Regions from separate parts of the Arachis hypogaea genome. Here region 1 is linked to region 2. The links are chromatin contacts, called in public Hi-C maps. All regions are on one chromosome and are shown on one strand. Each heading gives the region's core, a stretch centred on a gene start, on an enhancer-like site or on the middle of the called end of the contact. The rest is flanking DNA. Distances are from core to core; before and after follow the strand shown.

Region 1 (7,091 bases), core at 3,791-6,290, 58 kb after region 2:
TTAACAAAACTAAAAAATATTTTTATCATCGTGATAAAAAATCAAGCGCCATTTTGATAGTTTACCCTTTATTTATCATTTTTTTTTAAATAATTATTGGAGATAGTATTTCCTATTACTAGTTGTTCTATTGTTAATTTCCTTTTCACTTGTTAAATCTGACTTGTTTATATACACTTGGTTTTGAGTATTGATTAACTTTTCTCATATCTATAAAAGAGAAAAGGTGGATCAGAGTAGAAGAGATTTTTTTATAAAGAATAGTATTTTTTATTGATCAATTAAAAATAGTATTTTTTTTTTGTTCATTTAGGTCCTTGGTAATAATTTGATATAAATTATTCATTTTTCACAATTAATATCTCTTAATACATTAACATTAATTTTTCCTTTTATGAAATTAAGATGTTACAAATAAAAATGGACAAACATTTAATTTTTTATATGTTTTATTGTCTATGTTTTCAGTTTTATTCCCTTTTCAACTTTTTATGAACAGTGAAAAAATACAAATTAATTTACTATTTGGCTAAATGAATTTTTGTTAAAGAGGAACAACTCGCAAGAGTTTGAGTGTTCTCCTTTTTGTTGAGGCAGACAATTCAATAACATTCACCACAAATATTATTTTTAAAAAGTTAATAATGTTTATATAACTTCAATTAGTTAAAAATTTATGTATTTTTAAATTTAAAAATTAGAGATTTATTTGTTTTTTTTTAATTATTTCAGTTTATTATATTTTCGTGTCGTGCCTCTGAGCTGGTACAACATTATCCATCCATCTATCATACAAAGTCAAAAAGAGAGAAAGGGTAACAGGTTAAAAAGTAAATAACGAACGTTTCCCATCAATAATAATTCATAAGCTACATTAAGAACATGATTAGGGAATGCCAGAAAATTGGTGTCGCTTTCTTCATTAATTATATTTATTTGCCGTTTTTGTTTTTCTGAGATCTGTCTGCTTTCCCTTTCTCTTGTTTCCTTCTTGATCGCGCGTGTCTTTTTTTCTTCCATTATTGCTCTTTGAGAAATTGACGTTGGACTCATCGGACACAAGAGAGTGACATTCAAGAATCAATCACTACCTTAAGAGGGTAATAGGAATTGACAACCTCCTTCCATTTACTTTTCAACGCACGACTCCCATCATTTGTTAAAACTTAGCTTCTAAAGTAATCAATTAATTATCAAGAAAAGAAAAATAAAGAAATTTATGTCTAAGGGACGGGATTTTTATTTTTTGAAAAAAAAATTATAAATGTTTCACAAGACTTTTTATAAGTTAACTTTTAAATTTAGTTAGAAATAATATACCAATTTTGTAGGATAATAATAAGAAGACAGAGGAAAGTTTTACCATTAATAATAATGATTTATTTGGTAGTTTTGTAGGACTAATTTAATTTTTAATAAATATCAAATTAGTTTATATCTTTTATCGTAAATTTTTTTTATATTTTTTAGTTATAAATAGTATTAAATAAATAAACAAATTAAAACTCTCCTTTTATAACTTAGATTTCGTAATTGAGATAAACACTGCTGGATTGTTCTAAGATTATTGCATAGGACTAAATTAATATTTCAACGTTATATTATCGCTATAAATTATTTTCAATAATATATTTTGAATCCACATTTGATCCGATGTCCACGTGAATCTAATTAACAACATACAGATAGATAATCAAACTGCTGGCTAGATTCTAGCTGATACGGGAACACAAAGATAAAAGCTATAACAACGTCTCATCACATATTCTCATTCATGAAACTCACAAGAACATCACCGCATCCACGAATATAGGATTCTACAGATTAGGACCATAACTTCACCAAACATTTCAATCTCATCACGACTCATCACCATATGTAACCTCGTAAACATTCTTTATATATGCAGTTGTTGGAATATCTATCTGATATCTAGTCATCATATAGTACAATACAAGCTAGTAATTTCTGATAAATATTTCAACTATCATTATTAACGAAATATTTGATAATTAAAGAAAATTAACTAAAAATAGATATAATTTATTTTATTTAATATTTATTAATTGTTGAGATAATTAATAAATATTGAATAAGACAAATTTTAATTTTTTTTATCTCTCTATTATTATCGTATTATTAATTAGTTAGTTATATATAGACCAGTAAATTAATGTGATGATAAGTTGATTATGGTAAAACATCAATTATCAAATGATGAATAGCGCCCACCTTGGCCTTACAAAAATAATTTCTGTTTTCCACATCCAACTAGACAAAAGGTATACATCTTTAGGATAAACATGAACTCATCACCTTTGACATTTTTTTTCTTTAAAATTAGTATTATCCATACAAAAAGAAATAAAAAAAAAACTCTTGTCGTTAATGATGTAAGATTCAAGTATAATATAAATATAAAAGATTAATTAACAGTCATATTTATACAGAAATATAAAATGATCTTATATTGTAAGTAAGAAAATCAAGTTATATTCACATCTAATTTAAAATCAAAATATGAATAAAAGTACATAATTATAATAATGACTGACATTTTGATATCCATAAAAATGTGATTATATTTTGCTGAAGTTAATTGTTCTTTTATAAAACATATGATTATCTGGTTAAACCAAGTACATTTGAAAATGTTTTGATTGTTCCAAACAGAAATTTGTAACGTTAAAGTCCCAATGTTAATATCTATATAAATCGAATTCACTCAATTTGATTTATCCAAACACGAAGTAAATCAAATTTAAACGATTCGAATTACGTTAGAGAACAATTTGAATACAAATCGAATCAAATCAATTCGATTTAAGAAACCTTATAAATCGAAGTTACTGAATTCGATTTCAGAAACCGCATAAATCGAATTAACTGAATTCGATTTACCCAACAAAATCAAAACCAACGTAAATCGAAACCACTTGTTTCGATTTAGGACTTTTGTAAATCGAACTCACTTGCTTCGATTTACATGCAATTCGAACGAGTATAGTTCGAATCAAGTTGATTCGAATTACATGCTTCTTTGCTATATAAACAAATCGAAGTCACTTGATTCGAACTTAGAAACTCATACCCCACTCCCAACCCCACCGTGCAGTTCCTAGATTCTCTGGAAAACAACCCGATTTGGACCGACTCTGCATGGATGGAGGACGACCTGAATCGTCTGTATCGACTTGATGGAGTCGCGCATATCGCTGGAGTCGTCCACCTCAAGGTTAGTGTTTTTTTAATATTTAATTTTTTTGAATAAATTAGTCGTCAGTTAGAACTGTTAGTGTGGCATTTTTAAAATAAATCCGAAAACAGATATTTGAATTCAGTTCATGTCAGTATTAATGAGTTATTAACTATAGAATAGGGTTAGGTGTAGAGTAATGAACAGGGTTAACTGCTGCTTTTGATGATTGTTGATAAAAAGAACATGTTCTTATCTCATATTTGTAACTGTACGAAAAATTGGATCGTGAATAATGTAGTGGTTAGCGTGTCTATCTATAAAGGATTGGTTGGGATTCATTGAGAGCTTTTTGCTTTGACGAATGTGAGAAGTTATGTTCTATTGTTATGCAGCCCCATCGATGCATCAGCAGCATGAAACGGCAGCATGGTATGAGGTTGGATGATAGGATCGTTCTTTACTTGCAGATGGCTGGTCTGTACCATCTTGCAAGATTGAACGAGAGTTGGTTTAGGTTGGACAAACCGTTGGTCAGCGCCTTCATAGAGAGATGGCGCCCTGAGACACATACATTTCACATGCCGTTTGGGGAGTGCACCATAACCCTACAGGATGTAGCGTACCACCTTGGTCTCCCGATCGACGGTCAGTATGTTAGCGGCTGCCTGACAGACTTTTCGCGGTTTATAGAGGGCAGCCGACCACCATGGGTGTGGTTTGAGGAGCTGCTCGGGGTGTTGCCTCCTGCGAACTGCATCGACAAGTTCATAGTGAAGTGCACATGGTTTGAGGAGACGTTTAGTGATCTTTCACAAGGGGCAGATGACGAGACGGTTAGGAGGTATGCCCGTGCATACATCATGATGCTCCTATCGACACAGCTGTTTGGGGACAAGTCAGGTACCTGCCTTCACATCCGATGGCTGCCGTATGTGGCTAGGTTGGAGGACATGGGTCAGTACAGTTGGGGTTCCGCTGCGTTGTCATGGCTATATAGGTGCATGTGCCGTGTGGCGAACAGAAATGTCGTCAAGTTGGCTGGTCCATTGCAGCTCCTCCAGTCGTGGATCTTTTGGAGGTTCCCTGGATTTCGGCCGGACGGATATGATGTTTTCCATTGGCCGTTGGCCTGGAGGTAGTCTCCATTTAGTCATGCGAACTATTTTCCATTTATTTAGCATCTATAATTATGGTTAACTAAATGTTGTGATTTTCAGATGGGGAGGTTATCAGCCGAGCTTGAGCAACAAAGGGCCTCGTGTCGCGAATTGGAGGCTGAGGATTGATTTGCTCCAGCTGGGGGATGTGAGTATTTTCATGTTTATGTTGTATTTTAATCCTTTTTATTTTATGTGGACTAACAATTTGGAATTGAATGCGCAGTTTCTTTGGATGCTATATAGCTTGGCGGAGGTGGTGCAGGTGGTACATCCCGAGATCTTGGATCCACGCCATATGACTTTGTGGAGGGCCACGACAGCGTTGATCTATTTCGCTGTTATTGAGTGGCATCCGGTAGACCGCGTTCTTCCTCAGTTTGGTGGGGTACAGGGTCGGCCACGTGCTACCCTGAACATAGATTTTCTAATGTCCAAGGATGGGAGGGGCAGAGATCGTTGGTTTCCTTTGAGTTTGCAGAGTTGGCACATGCATTGGTCAGATAGGGCGCAGCACGTGCTACAGTTTGATATCGTACCTGATCCAGGACCTTCTCATGAGTACCTTGATTGGTGGTATCAGCATGGCAGGAGGTTTTTATCGCCAGAGCTCCTCCTAGGTGACCCTAGGAGAGCTGCGATACCGGCTCAGGTGATTGAGCGAGTCCCCGGACGACGCCCGGAGATGGACCAGCTACCTGATGTTCTAGAAAATCGTAGGGTCGCTAGGAGGCAGTGTGTTGGTACTCGATCTAGCCAGCGTGAGTGGATATGGCTGGAGGAGGCCATAGATGTCATGGAGAGGAGGGGAGGGGACGTGGGAGGTGAGCTGGGAGGGCTCGTGGACGAGGTGGAGTCAGAGGTCGTGCCCGAGGTGGTGGTGGGGGGGACGCGGGTCCAGGAGGAGGTGGTGACGGGGATGACGGGGGACCCGATGATGGTCATAGCGGTGGAGATGGGATCGGGGACGCTGGGGGCTCAGGTGGTCATAGTGGAGGAGGTGGCGGTGGGGGAGTAGGGGGATCAGGGGGTGCTGACATTCCTGGTTGCGATTTCGGAGACTACTTCACTGGGGTACCTGCGTGTGACGATAGTTTGCAGGAGCATCAGCCGTATATTAGCCATGGTCAGATGTTGTCAGACTTGCTCGGTAGTGAGAGCCTTGACGTGGCGAAAATTGGTGAGTTAAAAAATTGTTATAAGAGATACGTTGCAAGTACAGTTCTTAACCAACCGAAAATCCGCTTATCAATTTAGAAGTGTTTTTCACAAAATTAAAATTAAAATACTGGGAGTATGAATCCCAGGTCGTCTCCCAACGAGTTGCAGGAAGATGTGCTATTTTATTAATCAGATGTTTTCTAAAAATGGTTTGAGTTGATAAACAGGAAATTAAATTAGAGAATTTATGTAATTTAAATAAAGACCTTGACCGGGAGTAGATTAGTTGGAAGCCATATCCTTGATGGAGTTCTCTCAAGATAAAAGTGATAATTAAAGGTTGCCTGCTCAGTTATCCTTTACCAGGTAAAGGAAAGTTAAGCAAGTTGGAAGTCAATTTCTATTCACAAGTTCTAATCCTCTCCCTTGGGAAGGACTAGTGTCAGTGATTAGAGGGCGACCCAACGCGAAACCCAACTATAATTTTACTCTTGAGCATCCAACTTAAGATCCTCCTGTCAATCAACTCCCAATCAAGTTGTAGAACTACTCGCTCATTATGATTGTAAAATCCACGAAATAAGAAAGGGAAATATTGAAAGACATGATAAATAATAATCAAAAGGATCAATTAAAAATAAAAATAGTTCTTGTATTATTAAATTCTAAAAATAATCCAATAATAATTCTGACTAAATAAAGGACATGGAAGAGTAAGTGACAAGTAAGGAAACAAACTAGAATGACGAAGTCTTGATGGAAGTAATAACTCTTCTCAATATTCCAGTCCAAAAAGCAATAAAATCAACATCCTAAGAACTATGAATGTGTAGAGAGAAAACCTAGAGGAGGAGTAAAATCATATCTAAAACTAAAATTATGCGGAATGAATGTTGTCTCTGGTCTCTGCATGTTTCCTGGCTCTAATCTGCTTTTCTGGGCCAAAAATTGGGTCAAAACAGGGCCCAAAATCGCCCCCAGCAAATTCTGCAAATCGCGCATGTCACGCGATCGCATCATTCACGTGTTCGCGTCATCCGGCGTTTTGCCTTGCCACGCGTGCGCGTCGTCTACGCCTTCGCATCATTTGTGCAGTTTCCAATCCGCGCGGTCGTGTGGGCCATGCGTCCGTGTCACTGCAACTTCCTCTATGTCGCGTGAGCCATACGTCCGCGTCACTTCTCACCGGTCATCTCCTCAATTTCTTGTATTCTTTCCATTTTTGCAAGCCTCCTTTCCAATCTCCAATTCATTCATGCCCTATAAAGCCTGAAACACTTAACACACAGATCACGGTATCGAATGGAATAAAGGAGAATTAAAATACATAATTAAAAGTCTCTAGGAAGCAAGTTTTCAACCATGAAGTATTTTTAGGAAGGAATTATAAATGCATGCTTATCATATGAATAAGTGGGTAAAGATTTGATAAAACCGTACAATTAAACACAATATAAACCATAAAATAGTGGTTTATCAACCTCCCCACACTTAGTCATTAGCATGTCCTCATGCTTAGTTGAAGGAGATAAAATAAATGGGTAGGAACATGTAGAACTCATGCAATGCAATGC
Region 2 (6,984 bases), core at 488-2,987:
CCTTCTTCGAAACCGAAAGGACTCTCTACTTCCTCCTGCAAATTCATATACACGTTATATATATAATCTAAGAATAAATTACACGTTAATTAGCAGAAAAAGGAAATATATAATTTTGTTTCAGCATATAATAAAGATGGGTATATTAATTAATTACATCTAACAAAATCTGAAGTTGCGTCCATGGAAAGGAAATTATTCAATGAATATGCTAATTATATGTAGTCATGTAAATATTAACATTCATTTATACATGGATAAGATAAGCACATGGTGTACGTCCTTTTCAATATCCCATCTGCATAGCTAAAAGGAGACAAAAACACCCTTCCTAAGTAAGTAGTAGCTTTAGCTTTTTATATATCACCACCACCACCCGATCCATTTATTTTATAAACAAAATTATTGACGCGCCTCGCAAAAGGACAATATTACCCCTGTGGCCCTTACGTTACACAATTCTAGAACACCCGTTACACACTCGGCTTCATCAACAAAGTTTTAAGAAAATCAAGGCCTTGGGAATTAATACAATCCACAACATACTAATAATATCATCGAAGAATTTAACTAGCACTATATTTATTGTGTAGGAAATATATAAAATTTTAAAAGAATCTAATAAGTAATTTTAACTAAGATATTTGTTAGTAAAATACTAAAATCTACAATTATGTCATCAAATTAACTAAACATGTTAAAAACTAAAAATAAATTAAACATATATTTAGATGTAAATAGAGACCACTGATTTTGCACGTAATATTTTTTATAATTGTTACACCGGACCACCGAATTATCCTAAAGTCTAAACTATTTTGGTATTCCAATAATAAATAAATCAACAATATAAAAAAGTACAAATATGATAACGACCTTACCGGAAAACGGAGACACCGGAGGAGTAGAACCGGCGGGAGAAGCCGGTGCGGATCCACTCTGATTCTGGTAGCCAGGTGGTTTCACGATCATGATACTACGTGTCACTTTCACCGGATCCTCCGGTGATTCTACACCGTACGACCTCACGTTCCCCGTCTCCGATTCTGATCATCAACCAAAACCAAATAAAACGTCAATATAACGCTTTAGGTGTGCCATATAGCTCATAAATTTTCATTTTCATTTCCAATAATAATATATACGTCAAAATTTCTTCTTCAATGGATCGTGACGTCAAGCAAATTAAAATCAGGCTAAGTGATTGTGAATTTTGTGACGATGACCGTGAAAAATTCAGATCTTGATCTGCAAGTTTCAAGGTCAAAAGCATAAATCGAGCAAAGGTTTATGCTATATGGTCCATGATAATTAATAACATGCTTGTTTAGCTTGTTTTGAACAAGCATGTTATAGCTTGTTAGTACTCCAGATTTCTATTAGATTATTGTTGTTAATAGTATTATTATGATCTATGTGCAGTTGTGTGCGTACCCTTGCCGGTGCCAGAGGCAGATCTGAAAGCGAAGGTGTGGTGCTTTCGGAGCTTGCCGAGGCCGTTGTCCGGCGGAGGACCGGCGACGGTGTCGTCCCACAAGTGGTCTAGGAGGCCCATAGTGTGAGGCTTAGCGTAGTTGATTAGAACCCAGTGAAGGGGAGAGAGAGTAACTAACGAAGCAGTTACCAGGTTTCTGGAGTATTTGAAAACGCAGCCTGGGGGGTTTGATATTTAACGAGGGGAGTAAATACGAAGCGTTAAAGATCTAGCGGGTGATGAGATTCTGATTTGATCTGAGCCGTTGGTTCGAGGGATGGTGGGAGATATGACGTGGATGGTGGATCTGGATTCTGCTAGAGATAAGGTTTGAGAGAGGAGAGAGTACCACGTGGGCCCCCGAAAATATGGGGATTCTAAAGAGGAAGGGGGTGACACGTGACGTTGCTTTGTGTGTGCGCGGAACGGGGACATCACGTGACGGGCCACTTTCGTCTAATTTGTTTGTTCCGAAACGCCCACGGCTTTTATCCGAAATCGAGTAAAATGGCCTTTGTTTTTGTGTTATTTACCTAAGATAACACTGCTTTGCTTTATAGTCCCCTCACACTCTCTAAACTAACTCTCATCCTCTCATTCTTATTTCTGGTAAATAACAAAAAAAGTAAAAAGAGTAAATTATTGTTTTATTAATTTAAAATATTGATAAATTTATTTATAATAAATAAAATTAATTTTTTATTTATAAAAAATCAACAAAGGTAGTCATACACTAATTTTCGGTCAATTTTGTTTGGTTTTGTTTTAATTTTTGTTTGCTTTACGAACTATTATTACATTTTATTTTTCTCTAATGTCCAACTCATTATAAGTAATTTTTGCATGATTTATTGTGCTGATGTAGGTCAATGAAATTGTTATAATAAAAAGATGAAGATTTCATCACATGGTTATCATTTTTTCGTTTATTTTAAAAATTAAAATATTATATATATACTAAAAATTAATTATTAAATTAATTATTATATATATTTATATATAAATATATATTATTTAGTTTATTTTTAATATATATTTTATATAAATAATTAATTTAATAATTAATTTTTTTATATAATTAACATAATTATTTTAAAAATTATTATGATGCATATAAGTTTTTCTTTTAAGTGTTTAATATTTTTTATTTTCAAAGTTGATGTATATAGATATCTCATATATTGTACGGAATTCTATATCAAACAATTTTGCAATACAATTTTTTTTAAAGAAAATGTCTTATTACGGCTTTAATAGTATAAGTATATTTTCCTTTTCTCCGTGTTTATCGAAAAATATTTTCGACAAGAGTGGATCGATTTGGAATGAGTCAAGTATGGTTTGTTGAGAAGATATACGCATAAACTTGAAGTTGAAAGTAATGGACGCTGACTTGGATTTCGATTATGTGCTGATCGAATAGTCATGGAAGTGGGAGAGTTAGTGACTTTTATTACACGAGGAAATTATGGGGAATATCTACAATCATGCGGCAGAAACGGTTACCAAGAGAGATTGCACTTCAAATTTAAAATTTCGTATTTAATTATAATTAATTGTAAATTAATTGTTAGTTATGTAAGATTAGCCTATAAATACTAAGAAGTATTAGTGAATAAGGGTTGGAACTTTTACTCAGAAAAAATATTCAAGCACACTCACATCCTAGTGAATTCCTGAGTCTGCAATCGAGTTAACTTTTCTGTAGGGTTTCTTCCATCTTCTTTATCTTTTAATTTACTTTTCTGTAAATTTCACATTTCAAGTAATTTTATTATTCCAAGCGTTTCCTATTTTCATTATCCAATTTATCTTTCTGTACTTAAAATTTCTATGTTAAAGTTCTTTGATTCCATTAAAGACATTTTAGTGTTTTCTTTTAACTTCAACTCAACCTTTTCTTATTTCAGTATATTATCATTTTGAAAACCTTACTTATTCATTTCTTTTATTGCTTTACGAGTTTTTAATTTACTTTTATACTATTATTCGTCTAATCGAAGGCGCTTTGATGCACTTTTAGAAAACTGGTACTCGCACAGAGGAGTAGGTTTCGCTCCCAAACCACTAGATATTGAACCACCATCGATTTGCTAAAAATCGACAAAACAAATTGGCACTCCCGGTGGGACTATTTTTAAATCGAAGTGTGTCAGATAAATATTCTTTCCAGTAATTTTTAGTGTATGCGATTACGAAGTGGTTAGATCATTCACATGGCTGATGAATTATCAAATGTGAATGGTGGTTCGTCCACCAGTGATAGCATACCAATGTCCATGCAACAAGCCGACGTATCTTCACGATCGGAAAGTGCAATTGAAACTGAAAGTATAGTCGTTACGACTATTCAAACTGGGAATCTTGGACGTAATATTCGTCCACGTGGTCCTGTGCCACCATTTCAACCTCCATTAACCGCCGGTTGGCCTCCTTATGGTCTTCCTCCTGGTTATACCCCACCGGTGGGTGATTTTGTGCCGCCTGTCCGCTTTGGTAATGTAAATGGGGTGAATAATGTTCAAAACCCACAACAACATTCCGAGTATTCTCGTGATTTTAATGTGGGCTCTACTTCGAATGCTGTGAACTCGATGGCGGCATATCGACAACAAGTGGAGGAAAGTCATCATGACTTGGTCAATTTATTGACTCAGCAAATGACTACAATTCTAAATCCCATGATGGCTGATCATGAATCAAGATTCGAGCGTCTTGCTAGACAAGTCGAGAGGATTGTTCGAATTGTTGATTATGATGAAGGTGAAAGGCATAATGCCAAGGGAAATAACGAAGGGATGAAAAATATTTTTCAAAATAAAAACAACATTCCAAATCGAGAGAATCCTCACATGGTTCCCCGAGGTCAAAATGCTGATGACTTTTTAGCCAGATTGCGTGGTGGCGAACGTTATCAAGTCACTAGAATTTTAGAAGAGGTTTTAAATCGGGTTGGTCTGAATGTTGGTTTTATGAATCAACCACATTTTGTGTCCACTTTTCCCCAAGTGGTCCAAATGGCTGAAGTGCCAAGAGGGGTGAAAAATCTGAAGATAACTACAAAATTTGTTGGTGAAGTTGGAGAATCAACTACTGAACATGTTGCTCGTTATTTGGTTGAGATGGGAAATTTAGTTAATGATGAAAATCTGAAAATAAAATTTTTTCATTCGTCATTGACGAAGAATGCATTTACTTGGTTCTCGAATCTCAGACCAAATTCGATCACAACATGGAATCAGTTAGAAACTATTTTTCACGCTCAATTTTATCGGGGGAAATGAATGTAGCAGTTACTGATCTAGTGGCTTTGAAACGTGAAGATGGTGAAACTATTGATGATTATTTAATACGTTTCAAAAATGCTAGGAGTAGATGCTGTGTATCATTACCCGAAAGTGAGGTAGTGAAAATAGCAACTATGGGGTTAGGATTCTATATGAGCAGAAAATTGCTTAATGTGCATATTCCTGACTTAGCCCATTTGGCTGAGAAGGTTCGGCAGACTGAACTCATGAAAAAAGAAAAAGAAAAATATAGGAGTGAACAGAGATCAAAGAGTAAACCTCTTACGCGAAAAGAAAAGGTTGCTTATGTGACAATGGAGTCTTCAGAGGAGGAATTCGATTTCGAAACAAAAGTCGGTTTGGCCGAACTTAAGAAATGCCCTCCATATGTTTGCTCTTTGTTGAAGAAATTGCCAAGCAGTGAAAAGTCGAATGAATCAAAACTAAGAAGTGGAAAGAAATATAGTTTTGATATTTCAAAATCTGATAAGATTTTTTATGTGTTGCTTAAAGATAAATAATTTATTTTACCTGAGGGTAGAATTTTGCTTTCTGTGGAAGATTTAAAAGGAAAGCGTTACTGTAAGTTTCATCAAGCAACAAGTCATTCGACTAACAGTTGTGTCCATTTCAGGGACTTAATTCAAGAAGCAATAATGGAGGGGCAATTGAAATTCGATGATGGCAAGAAAGAGATGAATGTTGATGTAGATCCCTTCGAAGTTGATGCCAGTTATGTTGAACCTTGCTTTGGAGTAAACATGGTAGGCATGTCCTACGATTTTGATATGGCTCTTGATGATTTCGAGTCACAGGTCAGATCAGTATACCCTAGGACAAGGGATGGTTTGCTGGACTTCTTTGTTCAGCAAAAGATCAAAGACCGGGACGTATCTCTGTGTCCGCAGTGCAATGCTGTTTTCGATGCTGAAGCAGCAGCAATCTTTGAAAAAGAAAGGATGAAGAATGAGTTGGCTCATAGGAAAGAGCAGGCGCGCCAGAGGCAGCCAATCAGGCGTATGAAGGGCTCTAGTTCGAAGACTCCTCAAGAGAATGTATCTACACCTTTAAGCCGTTCTCAGGCTATAGGTGTTCAGTGGATTAGGAATTGGCAGGAGTTCCAGAGACGTGATCATTTGTAATGGACGTAATCCACAGTGGGGGCATCGAGCGCCCTCTCGGAATCAATATTCCTACTATCGAGGTCGTGCCAGGAGTTATCCACGAGGAAGAGGAGGAATGAGAGGTTTCAATCAGAACAAGAAACCTTTGATTAAGACTGGCAAGGAACTAAGCAAGGGGGCAACGCCTTTTGTGCATTCTAGAATCGTTTTTCCTTCTGATGGAGAAACTTACCCTAAAGAAATTCCATCACCTGCGAAGATGGAAAAGGGCAAGGCAGTAGCCCAATCTTCTGGAATTGATAAAAACAAAGATGTTGATGTGGATGAGGAATATTTCGATGAGGGCGATGATGACATGGTTGGGACAATATCGATCATTCCCACTGAATATTTGGGGGAGTATGAAGGAGATCCTTAGGCAGATTATGATTTGGAGGATGAGGAAGCTTTTTCCTTCATTCGGATAGAGGATGAGTCAGGTTACTTCTTACGGCCTATTGAGAGGCAGATGTCTCACCTTTGCCCACTTTATATAACAACTACTTTAAGTGAGATAAAGGTGAATTAAGGTTTTGATTGATGGTGGCACTGCAATCAGTTTGTTGCCAAAAAGGATGTTAATTAAAGTAGGAAAGCATCCTGATCATTTAGTCCCTACAAACATTGCTGTGACAGATTTTAGTGGGGCTTCGACTCCAGCAAGGGGGTTGGTAACTCTAATTGTAAAAGTTAGCTCCTCTGAGCGTAATACTGTCTTTGTGGTGGTTCCTTCGAGAGCAAGTTATAATGATTTGTTGGGATGAGATTGGATACATGGTGTAGGAGCTGTACCTTCTACAGTGCATCAAAGTGTGCTTTTATGGACTAATGAGGGTAAACCTGAAACCGTCAAGGCAGATTCGAATTTATACGTCGAACAAATGCATGTCGATTTCAAGGTTTATAATCGTAAGTTAAGGCCCTTAGATGTTGATCGATCACTGAGTCCTTATAATTGTGAAGGGTGCTAGTTGTCTTCGGAAGGCCTTACAGTGAAGTTGCGTTATCCAGAGGTGGATTGTGAACCAACTGGTTGGGATTGCCTCTCTTGAAGACTTGG

What was found. Hi-C and Micro-C count contacts between places; a contact is called where the count stands out from the background.
Region 1: a contact with region 2 is called in a Hi-C map of leaf, with 1.9 times the contacts expected there. The contact joins the enhancer-like site here to the promoter of LOC112777093 in region 2. A contact is called at or near these places in 2 of 8 Hi-C or Micro-C datasets (both in leaf).

Annotation. Positions count from the first base shown.
Region 1 is chr19:38,430,966-38,438,056 of arahy.Tifrunner.gnm2.J5K5, forward strand. No RefSeq gene overlaps it. Among protein-coding and RNA genes, the nearest start is that of LOC112781913, 13 kb to the right of the region's middle. Within about 2 kb of position 5,041, at least 1 of the 3 cell types and tissues checked has open chromatin away from gene starts, as enhancers often do.
Region 2 is chr19:38,376,136-38,383,119 of arahy.Tifrunner.gnm2.J5K5, forward strand. LOC112777093 (dormancy-associated protein homolog 3) reads right to left here and starts at 1,738. Exons shown (of 3, transcript XM_025821377.3): 1 at 1,435-1,738; 2 at 882-1,046; 3 at 1-35. The coding sequence starts at 1,555.